Regions from separate parts of the Mus musculus genome. Here all the other regions are linked to region 3. A link is a contact called in public HiChIP or PLAC-seq and promoter capture Hi-C data. All regions are on one chromosome and are shown on one strand. The core of a region is the stretch at or near the end of the contact, and the rest is flanking DNA. Distances in the headings are between cores, read along the strand shown.

The links. Promoter capture Hi-C pulls out the DNA fragments that hold promoters and counts their contacts. HiChIP or PLAC-seq counts read pairs in DNA pulled down with a chosen protein or histone mark.
Region 1: a contact with region 3 is called in a promoter capture Hi-C map of the 3T3-L1 cell line, with 5 times the contacts expected there. The contact joins the enhancer-like site here to the promoter of Mcu in region 3. A contact is called at or near these places in 7 of 39 promoter capture datasets (the 3T3-L1 cell line, 3T3-L1-derived adipocytes, embryonic stem cells and 3 more), 1 of 15 datasets of contacts at CTCF or cohesin (the NIH/3T3 cell line), 6 of 484 Hi-C or Micro-C datasets (adipose-derived mesenchymal stem cells, cerebellum, cerebral cortex and 3 more), 7 of 115 datasets of contacts at active chromatin or transcription factors (astrocytes, bone marrow-derived macrophages, embryonic forebrain and 4 more) and 1 of 9 other capture datasets (adipose tissue).
Region 2: an H3K27ac HiChIP or PLAC-seq map of double positive thymocytes shows a contact between it and region 3, with 4 times the contacts expected there. The contact joins the enhancer-like site here to the promoter of Mcu in region 3. A contact is called at or near these places in 9 of 39 promoter capture datasets (the 3T3-L1 cell line, the C10 cell line, cranial neural crest and 4 more), 4 of 484 Hi-C or Micro-C datasets (adipose-derived mesenchymal stem cells, embryonic stem cells, muscle stem cells and 1 more), 10 of 115 datasets of contacts at active chromatin or transcription factors (bone marrow-derived macrophages, double positive thymocytes, embryonic forebrain and 5 more) and 3 of 9 other capture datasets (adipose tissue, liver and pancreatic islet).

The regions. Positions count from the first base shown.
Region 1 is chr10:59,374,507-59,378,629 of GRCm38.p6, forward strand. No RefSeq gene overlaps it. Among named protein-coding and RNA genes, the nearest start is that of Pla2g12b, 27 kb to the right of the region's middle. Within about 2 kb of position 2,530, at least 10 of the 459 cell types and tissues checked have an H3K27ac peak or open chromatin away from gene starts, as enhancers often do.
Region 2 is chr10:59,791,508-59,795,481 of GRCm38.p6, forward strand. All of the region lies in intron 8 of Micu1 (mitochondrial calcium uptake 1), which reads left to right. Among named protein-coding and RNA genes, the nearest start is that of Gm17059, 6.8 kb to the right of the region's middle. Within about 2 kb of position 1,469, at least 36 of the 459 cell types and tissues checked have an H3K27ac peak or open chromatin away from gene starts, as enhancers often do. A contact at or near this core is called in double positive thymocytes and muscle stem cells, where this site is marked.
Region 3 is chr10:59,614,811-59,618,810 of GRCm38.p6, forward strand. It overlaps Mcu (mitochondrial calcium uniporter), which reads right to left and starts at 1,882. Exons shown (of 8, transcript NM_001033259.4): 1 at 1,714-1,882. The coding sequence starts at 1,860.

The sequences.
Region 1 (4,123 bases), core at 1,280-3,779, 240 kb before region 3:
TGGACTCTCCCAGACAATCCAGCAGTCGGAGAATTACCGAGGTTCAGGCCTCTGTTGTAACATAGAGCAGTCTGGGAAGACTCCTAATACCAGTTTCTACCCTGCACCTACATATACCTGGGCACTTACACTGTCACACGCATGTAACTGCATACATACAACACACAAATAAGAGATCCATAGCCACTGAGACATCACATAGACAAATCTATGACTATGCAGGCAATCAGAGCATGGTAAATCCTTTCCCCAAGGATCCTACTAGGAGTCGAGCTCTGACCTCCAGACTACAAATTACTGAATAGTTCCATTTCTGTGGGATGTGTCCGTATTCATAGGTGTTACAGTGAATCTCCAACCCCAATAAGCCTGTGCAAAAGCACACAGCTCAGCTACAGTGTTTATAAGCTACACGCCTTAGGGCAGATGTTACCAGTACACTACTCTATTCCCCAGCTATGACATCCCTTGTGCTTGCAGCTTCTCTGGGCCATGTGGTTCTGCTCCATCTTCCTTCCACCTCTTCCTCTGTCTGTCTTCCTCCTTCCTGCTCTTCCCCCACTCTTTAAAGCCTCCATTCGCACCTTTCCCTTCCACTGCCCAGTCACAGACTCTAGCCTTTATTTGACCAGTTAAAATGAGAAGGTTCGCGTGAGATCATCCGAGCATGTGTTGCACTTCTTGTTGGGGCAGCCCCTCTTGAGGAAGCAGAATTGACATCAGAATACAATCAGCACCAGGACAACCCACAACACATAGGGATTGGTGTTTTGTGTTTGTTTGGTTTTTTTTTTTTTTAAAGAATGTTTTTCATCAAACAATTCAGGCCAACCTCACACTCTTAAGCCCCTCTCCTCCAGGGCTGGGATGATACTGTCATGCCCAGCTAATGTTTATGATGGTTACATCTACATTTGCTGTTGTAGTCTAGTAGCCTGCTAAAGTATAGTGGACACCCACAGTTAGTGGAGTAGGAATGCCCTAGGAGAAAGCTGTTAGAGGTCAAACCTACCTTACAAAATAGAACATGGTGGCATTTCATTTTATAATCTAGAGAAATGAAGCAGTTGGAGTCACCAAGAACCTGTGTATGATTCCATGTGTTCAGAGTTGTAGAGCAAGCATACATATAATGAGAAAAGAATAGGGAGAGAGGAGGATTAGAGACCTGATATCTGACTTTTCTTCAGCTAGTAATGGAAACATTTCTACGTTGTGTGAACTAGGGGAGGTTTGCACACACTGGAGAAATGGAGGTGGGAGGATCAGAAATTCAAGGTTGTCCTGCCCCATCGTTAGGTCAAGGCTAGCCTGGGATACATGGCACCCTGTGTCCCAAGAACAAATATCTGGTGGTGACTACAATCCTATGACCAAGCCGTTGGATGAAAACTAAAATGTATAATAACTCTATAAAATATATACCTCAAGTAAGTTGGACGGTATGAAATATATGCCTCAGAGCCATTTTTTAAAAGCTAGAAAAATAACAGAAATAAATGAAATGTAAACTGGGCCGACCTCAGAGAAATTTAAAGAAGCCAAAACCTCCAGCTAAGAAAATTGCCAATATCTTTATGACAAATTGGGAAGATTATGATATTAACAAATTTCTTAAAAGAGAAATTGCTAAAATCTCAAAAACTCAGAATATCCCCATTATTGAATTAAGAAATTAAATACTTAAAAATGTTACCAAAAGGCGATACATTAAACTACCACACATAAAGAATCCACCAACCCTATACAGATGACTTCAGACGCTCCAAATTTCCCAGCATACCTTAAGAAACATCACTGATCTCTAAGCAGTCTAAGGAAGTCTAAGGGAAGAAATCGTCAGTCATGAACATAAATGCAAAATACTCTTAAATCTAACCAACTCTAACAGTATACCTAGTTCAACAAGAATATCAAAGTTGGGGCCAGTGCGATGCCTCTGTGGGTAAAGGCACTGTGGCTAAGCCTGACCACAGGAGTTCAATCCCAGGAGTTCACAGAGCAGGAGAGAGCTGACTCCCACAAATTGTACTCTGACTTCATACGCATGCTGTGGCAAACGCACGTGTAGCTCTCAAAGAAATAGATGTAATAAAACAAGCAAACAGACAGACACAAAGTCATGTTCATCTCAAAAACCTAAGATTGGTTTAAAGATCCAAATTCCACCTGAGTAATTTATCATATTAGCAAGTAAATGGAGGGGAGAAATACGTGATCATTTCAGTAGCTGCAGAGAATGAATAGGACAAATACCAGTATTGCTGATGATGTTCTTATAAGTGAGCCAAGTGTGATGACACATGATTGTGGTCCTTGGCTCAGGTAGGAAGCTTGCTCCAAGTTCAAGGCCAGCCTGTGCTGTAAAGCAAGTTTCAGGCCTGTCAGACCCTGCCTCAAATAAAACATAAATTCCCTCAACTTGACGAGTGGCTTTTCAGAGATCTTGTTCTGCTCCACTTAGCAGTAAAAGACTGGATGTTGCTTTCAGTGTGGCAACAGCTTTCCTCAGGGGTGTTTAGCATTGTGTTTGGGGTCCCAGTCAGTAAGAGAAGGAGAGGCGTACACACCCAACAGGATGCAGCTGTCCTCATAGCTGGCTTGAGCAAGTTTGTAAAACATCCCAGAGGAATCTACAGAACTCTCACAGGGGAGCTTAGCAAGAGTGCAACACACTCTACACAGAAATGAATGACAGTTTCTAAGCACAATGTATGATGGCCTCAAAAATATGTAAATTAAATTTTGCCAACACAAACAGAAGCTGAGTTCTTAAAAATGGGACTTCTGAGAAGTGTTAGAAAGGTGTGCATAAATAAAGAAGGGCCATTCTGAGGTAAGAAAATGTCCTATATCCTGGTGGCAGTACTGAGGTAGGGACATCTGTCAAGAGCAATTTATAGTGCATTCAGAATGTGTGCATTTTTGTGTAAATTGTCAGCAAGGTTTGATGAGAGTGTGTGTGTGTGAGAGAGAACAACTAGGCAGTTTAAAACAAATTAAAAATAAAATAAAAATATCAGAAACAGCCAGGCATGCTTTTAATTCCAACACTGGAGGTAGAGGCAGGTGGATCTCTTGAGTTCGAGGCCAGCCTGGTCTACAGATCGAGTTCAGAGTGCCAGTGCTACATAGTAAGACCTTGCCTTAGAAAAGAAAAAAATCCAACAAATGAAAATATCAGAAACAAGTATTGCTTGTCCTGTGACTGTAATGATGGTTAAAATATTAAGTATTTTAAACATTTGCTAATAGAATCCATATTAGACATGTTATTGTTATGAAAAAGGGTCTGGTATTTGTGTCAAAGAAGACAAAACAGAAGTCCTACAAGTGAATTAGAATCTCAAGATGACCAAGGCCGGCCTTGAACTTGCTTTATGGTGAAGGTGGACCTTGAACTCCTGATCCTGGCTGTATCTCCCGAGTGCTGAGATTATATTTCTGAACCCCTGCCCAGTGGGAATGGGAGCTCCCTGCTCAAACCAGCCGAACCTGCTCAAACCAGCCGAACCTGCCATACGTTCCTGGCGAGTATCACGTTAGACTGTGAAGCCAATTTTGAAATATTCTACTTAAGACCAGAACTAAGGTTAGGACGCACGTCAGCACTCCTTCCTGGGAATGGTTCTGAGGCTTGGTTTGACTTTTCCCAGGCACTGGGGATTAAATCCAGGACCTCAAACATGGTAAACATACCCGGCCACATTCCAGTCCTCAGGATGGTTATGGAGGAGAGCACAAATATATAAAGAGCAATACAGGAACAGTTCCGAGGGCTTCTCCTGCCCTCTCCAATTCCTTTCCAAATAGGTCGTAGGAACTGGCCTAGATTTCACCGCATAGACACCCCTAGGGGCAATGACTTGTACAAAGCTTTTGATCTTTTGGGAAGCCTCGTGGTGGTGGCATCTCAGTCTTCCAGAGCTTTTGTAGTCAGCTTGTGACATAGTCCTTAGGATCATAAATGCCTAGTGACAGTAATGGCTGGCTGGACATTTTACTTGCCATACAGTACCCAAGCTCAACATGGCCATAGGTTTTGTGACCTTATCAGGGATATTTTTGTTCTTGTTTGTTGTTTCATTTTATGTTCTGGGGCAGGTTCTTATGGATTCTAGAT
Region 2 (3,974 bases), core at 219-2,718, 180 kb after region 3:
ATTGCAGCCTGTTCCTCAGTGCAGAAGGCAGTAGGAGACCCGATCCAGCAGTTTTTGTAAGAGAATCTGTATGTTCTAGACTTAATGTCCTATGTCTAAATCCCTGGAACGCACACCAAACTGGTCTTTACCAGCATAATGACATCTGGGAATGTAAATAGTTTGGTTTCTTACCTTTATAATTACAATTTAATACAGAATGTATCCCCATAAGATGCAGTCACGGATAAAGCTCAAAGCACCAAGGTACTTAAGCAAACTTGAAAGAACAATACAGTCCATGCCGAGGGCTGAGCAGGAGGCTGGCCAACCACAGTCTAGCTGAACACTCCTAAAAACACGAGTGGGATACTCAAGACACTGGACCCTGAGCTTTATTCTAGTTAGATGTTCCTCAGAAGAGGGAGCCAGTCATTGGTTTTTCTTGAGTGGAGGAGGGGGCCCAGCCTAACATTCACTGAGTGTTGTGTAAACAGTTATGTACCCTGAATCCATTCTTTCCACATAACGACACAGCCCAGTGACTTTGGAGCCGTAGCTCTCCTCCTCAGACTTCCCTCCATCAGTGCTGTGTCTTCCCACTAGATAAAGTATCCCTTTGAGGAAGTCTCGCTAGCAGACAGAGCGCCGGCCTGGGCACTAATGAGGTAATGAGTTAGATATTCTCTCAGAGCCTGGCTACTCATTCATAAAATGGTTAAGTGAGTCAATGCTGTGTTGTGGGCTGAATCATGTCCCTCCAAGATCCATATGCTATAGCCTACTACAGTTTGGGTTGAAATGTCTCCATGGGTTAATGTTCGGGGCTTCTGGAGCTAGAGCCTGGCTGCAGACCTAGGTGCTCAGGAGCAAGCCTTGGAGGTCCCACCCACCTAAGGTTCCAGCCTAACTCCTGCCTCTGCTTCTTGGCCTGGACCATGTGAACAGACCTCACCCCATGGTTCCACTGACATTGGCTCTGCCCACTGTGCCTTCCCACCATGATGAGCTGAAATGTCTCTAAAACCACAAGCCAAAAGCTTTTCTCCCTCAAGTTGTTTCTGTCACGTTATTTAGCTGCCATAATGGAAAGGTAAGCCAAAGCCCTAACACCGCTCTCTCAGAAGATGGCTGCATTCAGATACAGTCAGATACAGTACTGGAGCAAGTAACTAGGTTCAAAGAAGGCCACTAGATGGGTATAGATCCATCTGACATTTGCCTTTATGAGAAAAAAAAAAAATGGGCACATCAAGAGACACCAGGACACACATGCACAGAGAGGCGATGATGGAGAAGCAGTCTGGGCAGCCACCCACCCACAAACCAGGCAGAGGGCCACACGTAGACCTTCCAGAACACTGACAAAATGGGTTTCTGCTGTTTAAGCCACCCAGCTACAGAATATTGTCCGGGCAGCCCTATCATACTAGCGCAGGGCTGTGTGCCCGACAGCTTCCTGCCAGCGCTGTGTCTTAGTGTCCTTACAGTGGCATCTACTGTCACTCTGCCTCAGACAAACCACAGGCAGCTGCACACAAGGCATCCCAGCTGAGAGACCAAAAGGCTGTTCGTTCACTTTGAAATCGTTTTCTGAGAAGACATCTGGAAATGGCAGCAAGCTTTGTTTTTATGAAACACTTCTAATTTCACTTTTCCAAGTTTGGGTGATTTCTCCCTTCACTGAGCATGAAATAAAATCTCATCATCACTGCTAAGAGGCAAGTGGAGATGATTAATAAATCTCAATACCTTTGCTGGGGCTTTATAATTCCATCGTTCTTCCTGTCTCTTACTAGTTTATTCCGTGCCTTGTCTCCTTTAAAACTTGAGATGGAGGAGATTTATGGTTCCATTTATCTGCTCTTTTCTGCCTTTTTCTCAGAACAGCAGTTTTGAGAATAAAGGAAGTTTGATCCATCACTCTGCATTTCCAGAAGGCTGAGAGGAGGGGACGCCTGTGAATGTTATACAAGTGGCTGCCTCTGACCCAGGCACTTTGCATATCTTAACTTTTTATTTGAGACAGGTTCTCTTGGCTAGCCTGGAACTCACAGAGACTCTGCCTCCTGAGTACTGGCATTAAAAACCATGCACCAGCTGGCCTTTCTTTCATTCTCATCAGCTCTATCAGAGTCCATGTGATAGAGGAGAGGACACACCCATATCACAGGTGGAGACACTGATACTGTCGACAGCCACAGCTGCTGTGTGGTAGTGTCTGCTCGGAGCCTGGTACCTTCACAATTCCTCTCAGACAGAGCTATTTCTGTTCCTTACATGATTGGTTCTCGGTTTGTTTTGTTCTTTTTAGCCTGTGCTATGGTTTCTATGGGACTCAACACAGTTTAGATTTTAGGGGCTGAAAAGGACCAAAGTTGTAGCATTTGGCCTTCTCCAGAAGTCCGTTTCTGGTTCCTTTGCTACCCAGGTATCACTCCCAGGACAGAGAAGACTATTCTGTTTGTTACCCAAGCCAGCTGCAGCATCATGAGAACGATCACCTGCTGAGCTCTGCCCTGTCTGAGTGCTCTTACACTCTGACAGCCTTTGTCCCATTCCTCCCCTCTCCCTTTCTCTATTTGAGAGCAACAGCAACAAAAACACAGTTTTAAAGAAGTGATGTAAGAATACAAAGTTGCTTCCTTAAAACTCTTTTTTAGGTTAAGAATTCCATCTAAGGCTGCCAGAAATGAGTGAGCAGGGTTCCTTGGAGACAGGTGCCGAGTCTAATTCCAGTTAATATATTCATTGATTTCTTGAAGACTGTAGCAAGAAAGATGTCAATCAAAATGAAAGATACTAGAGAATTCTTTGAAAGATTATGGTTAATTTTAATTTGGGGGAAAGGAACTGTCATGTCAAAGAAAGTAAAAAACTAATTTATGCAAGAATAAAGACTAACTAGAACATACAACAAAGAAATTATGAAATGAGTTGGGGGTCTGTGTGGATAGTGTATAATCAGCCAGTCACTTAATGACTGTCTTATGTTTCTGGGCAAATATATATATAGAGAGAGAGATTACCTTGTTTAATAGGGAAAAAATCCTAAAAGCAGGGCACAAAGAAATGGGCTAACTATTCACCACTATCAATAAGAATAGAGAGACCCAGCAAGTGGCTCAGAGAGTAAAGATGCTTCTGACCTGAGTCCAGCCCCAGAGCCACATATAGGTAGTGCGTAGGATCCACTAAATCCAACTTAACTCAAACACCACGTCAATGCAGACGACAAAAATTTACTGTAATCAAGCTGCTACTGATTGATCCGGGCCACAGAACAGACTTGGGAGCTGAACTGGGACCCTAGAGAGAAATTACACAGCACATTTAAAGGATGAGACCACGCAGCGAGAGGGAGCGGAGTGGGCTGTAGCATTGTCCAGTCATATTTTGACTTAAGGGGTTGAGCAAGGGAGTTTTCACCAATCAGGATAGGAGTCGGTTCCTGGGCCTGGAACATGACCTTGTTTGACCCTGCCAGCAAGATGGAGAGGTTGTCCTTGAGATGTCTGGACTGGGACAACTTTTTCCTTATAATGTAAGGGTCCATGCTTCCCCGAAGAATGAAACCCCAGACTCAAAACAGTATGAAAGCGCAGAGTGTTTTATTCTTCAGAAGTCCAGCATTCTCCCATTACCAGGATAGAGAGACAATCACGTGAGCCTGAAGAAGGCTCGCTTTAAAACACATTGGAATTCTGGGATAGATGACCTTTGTCTTACTCCACCTCTAGACTTTCTGGAACCATTTTCAAGGTGTGAAGTCTGGAAACTGCTGCCGACCCATTGTCTTTGCCTCGGGCCAGGTGGTGGGCAGCTTTGAGGGCAGGACTTGCCTGGGCTTGCCCAGTTCTTAGAAACTGAGATTTAGGCCTCGTCTCCTGAACTGCCAGTTTGAAGCCTGTCATGGAATCAGCCGAGCCTTCTCACTAAGAGAAGCTGTTCAGCTATTGGGAAGTTCCTAGCTCTCCTAGAACCTGGGACCTTTA
Region 3 (4,000 bases), core at 632-3,131:
GACTCCTAAGTTCATTTACAAGTCACCATTTCCATGACAACACTTCTGCCCTTCAAAAATAACACTTCATTTTTAATTGTGCTTTCAGTTACAGATTCAGTTCATCACTTTTACCCACCCCAGAATAGCACAGAAGAATATTGTCTGAAGTAGCTCTACAAGGAAGACACACACAGAGACCGGTGCATCTGAGGCACACATTTTCAAACACCACTTGAATACCACACCCAAACAGTATTAAGAACAAACTGCAAAATCGGAGGATGCTTCATTGGAAAACAAAGATAGCTCGGGAAATTTTCCAATAGTTCAGAGGGAAAAGACTGCCATCACATTTTGGGGGTGGCCTGTATGTCTTTCAGAGAACATAACTGGAGGCTATCATACATGCAAATCAGAATTGAACTATAGAAAAACTCGGCTCTCACCCAAAAGCTTTAGCAAAGCAATGTCAGTATGCCAAATATGAAAAAGTACAATCTTCTCACAAGAAGGAAGCTCAGGTCCATCACTACCACTAATAATAGCAATACTATCTTGTATTCTCAGCGCCTCGGTTCTTTTCATAGTGCGTTCCCACAATTTTATGCTACCACAGGTCTAGGGCTATCCTCTCTGCAAAGCTCTAGTCCTTTCCTCTTAGGAGACAGGGAAACAGAACAAGACAGATCATGATGCACGGGCTGAAGGCAGCACCTTCTCTATTGGGCCAGCTGCAGTGAGCCTTCTCATCACACTACACAAGTTCACCTTATGAAATTAAACCTACACTTGTTCTCTCAAGAGTTGGCCAGAGACCAACACATATGGGCCTCGAAAGTCCAAAGGAAGGGAACCTGCTGACCTGTTAGGTCAAGAACTCCATGCCAAGCTCAGGTACCATACCGCCAACACTACACATACACACGCCCCTGGGCTACTGACAGAATTCCTTCTTTGCCAAGCAATGAAACCCGGCAAGAACTGATTAATGGAATCACTAAATCTCTCCCTCTGTGAACAACTTGCCATGCCGCCTCTCTTGTGCCTGCTGCCCTTCCTTTGGGCACGCGTGCACAACCCTCGGAAGGGACCACCGGGATCTTTAAGAACCCGAGGGGATGGTGTTTGCCTCCTGAAGCAATGCAGCATCCACCTCGAGGAAGCAGAACACGCACAGGCAGGGGACCTGATCAGAGAAGGATAAAGTTTGATTTTCCTCCCTGCGTGTTCCTAGGGGGCCGGGAGAGGGCGAGGCAGCAGCCTCCTGGGGTCCCGGGGTGCTCTCCGGGGACAGTTCCCAGCAGCATGGCACTGCCACTCTCCTGACACACCGGCAACCGCGGCAACTCCGGACGCTCCAACCCGCCCAGAGGAGGTGAGAAGGGGACAACTTGCACCGGGCTCAGTTCGGGAGCATTGGAGCAAAGCTGTCAGAAACGACGGAAGGAGGGACCGAGCCCGGAGGCGGGTCAGGGAGAGGTTCAAGTCCCGTGCCTTCCCCGCCCTGGCGTCCCCAGTCCTGCGGGAACATCCCTGCTGTCGCCCCTCCTCCTCCTCTCCTGCCTCCCGCCCGCCCTGCCTTCTCCGCCGCCGCCGCAGGCGCTGAAGGACACGGCGGCTCGGTGGCCCGCCACCCCGGGGCGGCCGCGAGTTGAGGGAAGTCGCCGGGCGCCCCGGCCTGCCCGCGGCTCCCCACGCCGCCCCGCCCTCCCCGGAGCCGCGCTCGCTCACCGTCCGGTGCTGCTGGTGCGGCCGGTGGCGGCTGACGCCCAGCCCGGGAAAGCAGCCGGCAGTCAGCGCTCCGCAGCCGCCGGCGCCCCCGCCGCCGCCCCGGGAGCAGAGCAGCAGCAGGAGCGATCTACCTGCGGCGGCCGCCATCTCTCAACTGGAAACGGCGCTGGCCCAGGCAGCGCAGCGGACGGCAGGGGCGTGGCCAAGACCCGCCACTCAGCCTCACTAGGCCAATTGCAGTCCTGAGTCAAGCCTCTGAGGCGGGGCTTCCTGCAAAGTCCAATCAAAAGGCGGGAGAATCCCGGCTTCGGGCTGTCTGTCACTTCCAGAGTTACCTTACGGGCAAATTCTAGGGGACCGGTCTCTGGCGTTCGAGCCTCTGGGAATGGAGCAGTAAGGGATTGCCCGTTCGATTTGGCTAATCTTTACCAAGTGACTTGATAAGAGAGCTAGGGGAAATAGATACCTGTGCAGAGCTTGTTCCGAGTTGAGTTCTGAGTGTTCTAAGTTGTCTGCCTAAGCACCCAACTGGTCATTTTAAGGAGGTTGGCTACAACTCTCGACCGCATGTCTAAAGTTAGCATCCATAACAGATAGCATTTGGATGTGCCGAGACTAACCCTGAATTGTAAAGTTATCCAATGGCAGTGCTGTGTAGCATGGTATTAGGTAGAATGGTTGTAGCTTCAAACTCCCAGGATGAGTACCTGCCATTGGGCTGAATGAACAGAACGCTACACAATTGAAACATCTGATTCTTTTCCCCAGCACCCTTAGATCCGCATTCCTCTCTAAAAGCAACACTGTTCGTTACCATGTTTGACCTTGGTCTCCCTTTTAAAATAAACTACAAAAACAGAAGACGCCAGCAATGTAATAAAGCCATGTAAAGATGAACCAAGTTTCATAATTTTGCTAAGATAGCAAGTAGAACACAGTTGAGAATAACTTTTTTTTGCGGGGGGGTCGGGGATACGGGGGACTGTCATTATGTTGCCCAGCCTGACCGGCAATGCTCTATGTAGCCCAGGATGACCTCAAACTCACCTCCAACCTCACCATCCCCAGTGCTGGGGGTTATAGGTATGGACCATCACACCCAGCGTAGAATTACCCTTTTTGTTGTTGTTGTTGTTTTGTTGTAGTACTTCGGATTTTTGTTGAGATTAAGTCATACTACATCCTGAGGCTAGCCTTGAACTTATGATCGTCCTGCCTCAGCCTCCTGAGTGCTATGATCACAAGCATGAACCATCATGCCTGGCTTGGACTGACCTCACTCAACTTTCTCTTGAAAACACGACTTGCCACAGGACAAGGTTTCTCAACCGATGGGTCGCGACCCTTTGCGTCAAAAGTTTTTTTCACAAGAGTTTCCCAAGGCTATCCTAAAACACAGGTATTTACATTATGATTCAAAGCAGTGGTAAAATTACAGATATGAGATAGCAACAAAAACAGTGTTATGGTTTAAGGTCACCACAGTATGAGGAAATGTATTAAGGGGTCACAACATTAGGAGGGTTGAGAACCACTACACAAGAAACTAAGTTCCTAGCAATGGTTCGTTGAATGTGGTGTAACAAAGGAAACCTGCAGTTCCTCTACTTTCTTAGACTTCCGAGCTGTTTCTTATTAAGAGCCACTCAATTCTTTCAGCTCCTTTTTAAAATCCAAGTGGGGGAAGGTTTAGATTTTTAAAAATTCTAATAAACATCACTGTAGGCTATATAACCCTACATGAAGTTTTAAAAATTAAAATTTGTATTACTTGTTCTAATAATATTCTTTAAAGTTTGACTAGAATTTGCTTCCTTGGCCAACTTCTCAGTTAATTCTTTGGCCAGAAAAGTAAGATGGTGGGTTTCTCCTGGTGACCCCCAAAGAGCTTTAAGTTCCACAAGAGAAACCTGGGACCTGAGGAATGAGCTCCATCTCAACAGCTGAATGCAACAAGCCCCCATTTGGAATTCTTGGCATTGCTGGAACAACTTCAGTCACAACTGCCTTTTACCCATCTATAGTTACCAACACAGCATCTCAAGTATTTAGCCATACTGCACATTCCCTTCTCTCTGTCTCGCCTTTGGGTTTTAGATTGTTTTCTTCTTCTTCTTCTTCTTCTTCTTCTTCTTCTTCTTCTTCTTCTTCTTCTTCTTCTTCTTCTTCTTCTTCTTCCTCTCTTCCTCTTCCTCTTCCTCTTCCTCCTCCTCCTCCTCTTCCTTCTTCTTTGATAACTCCAGGCCCTGGCCAAGAGTGTTCCATCTCTGTCTCTGCTTTACACTTT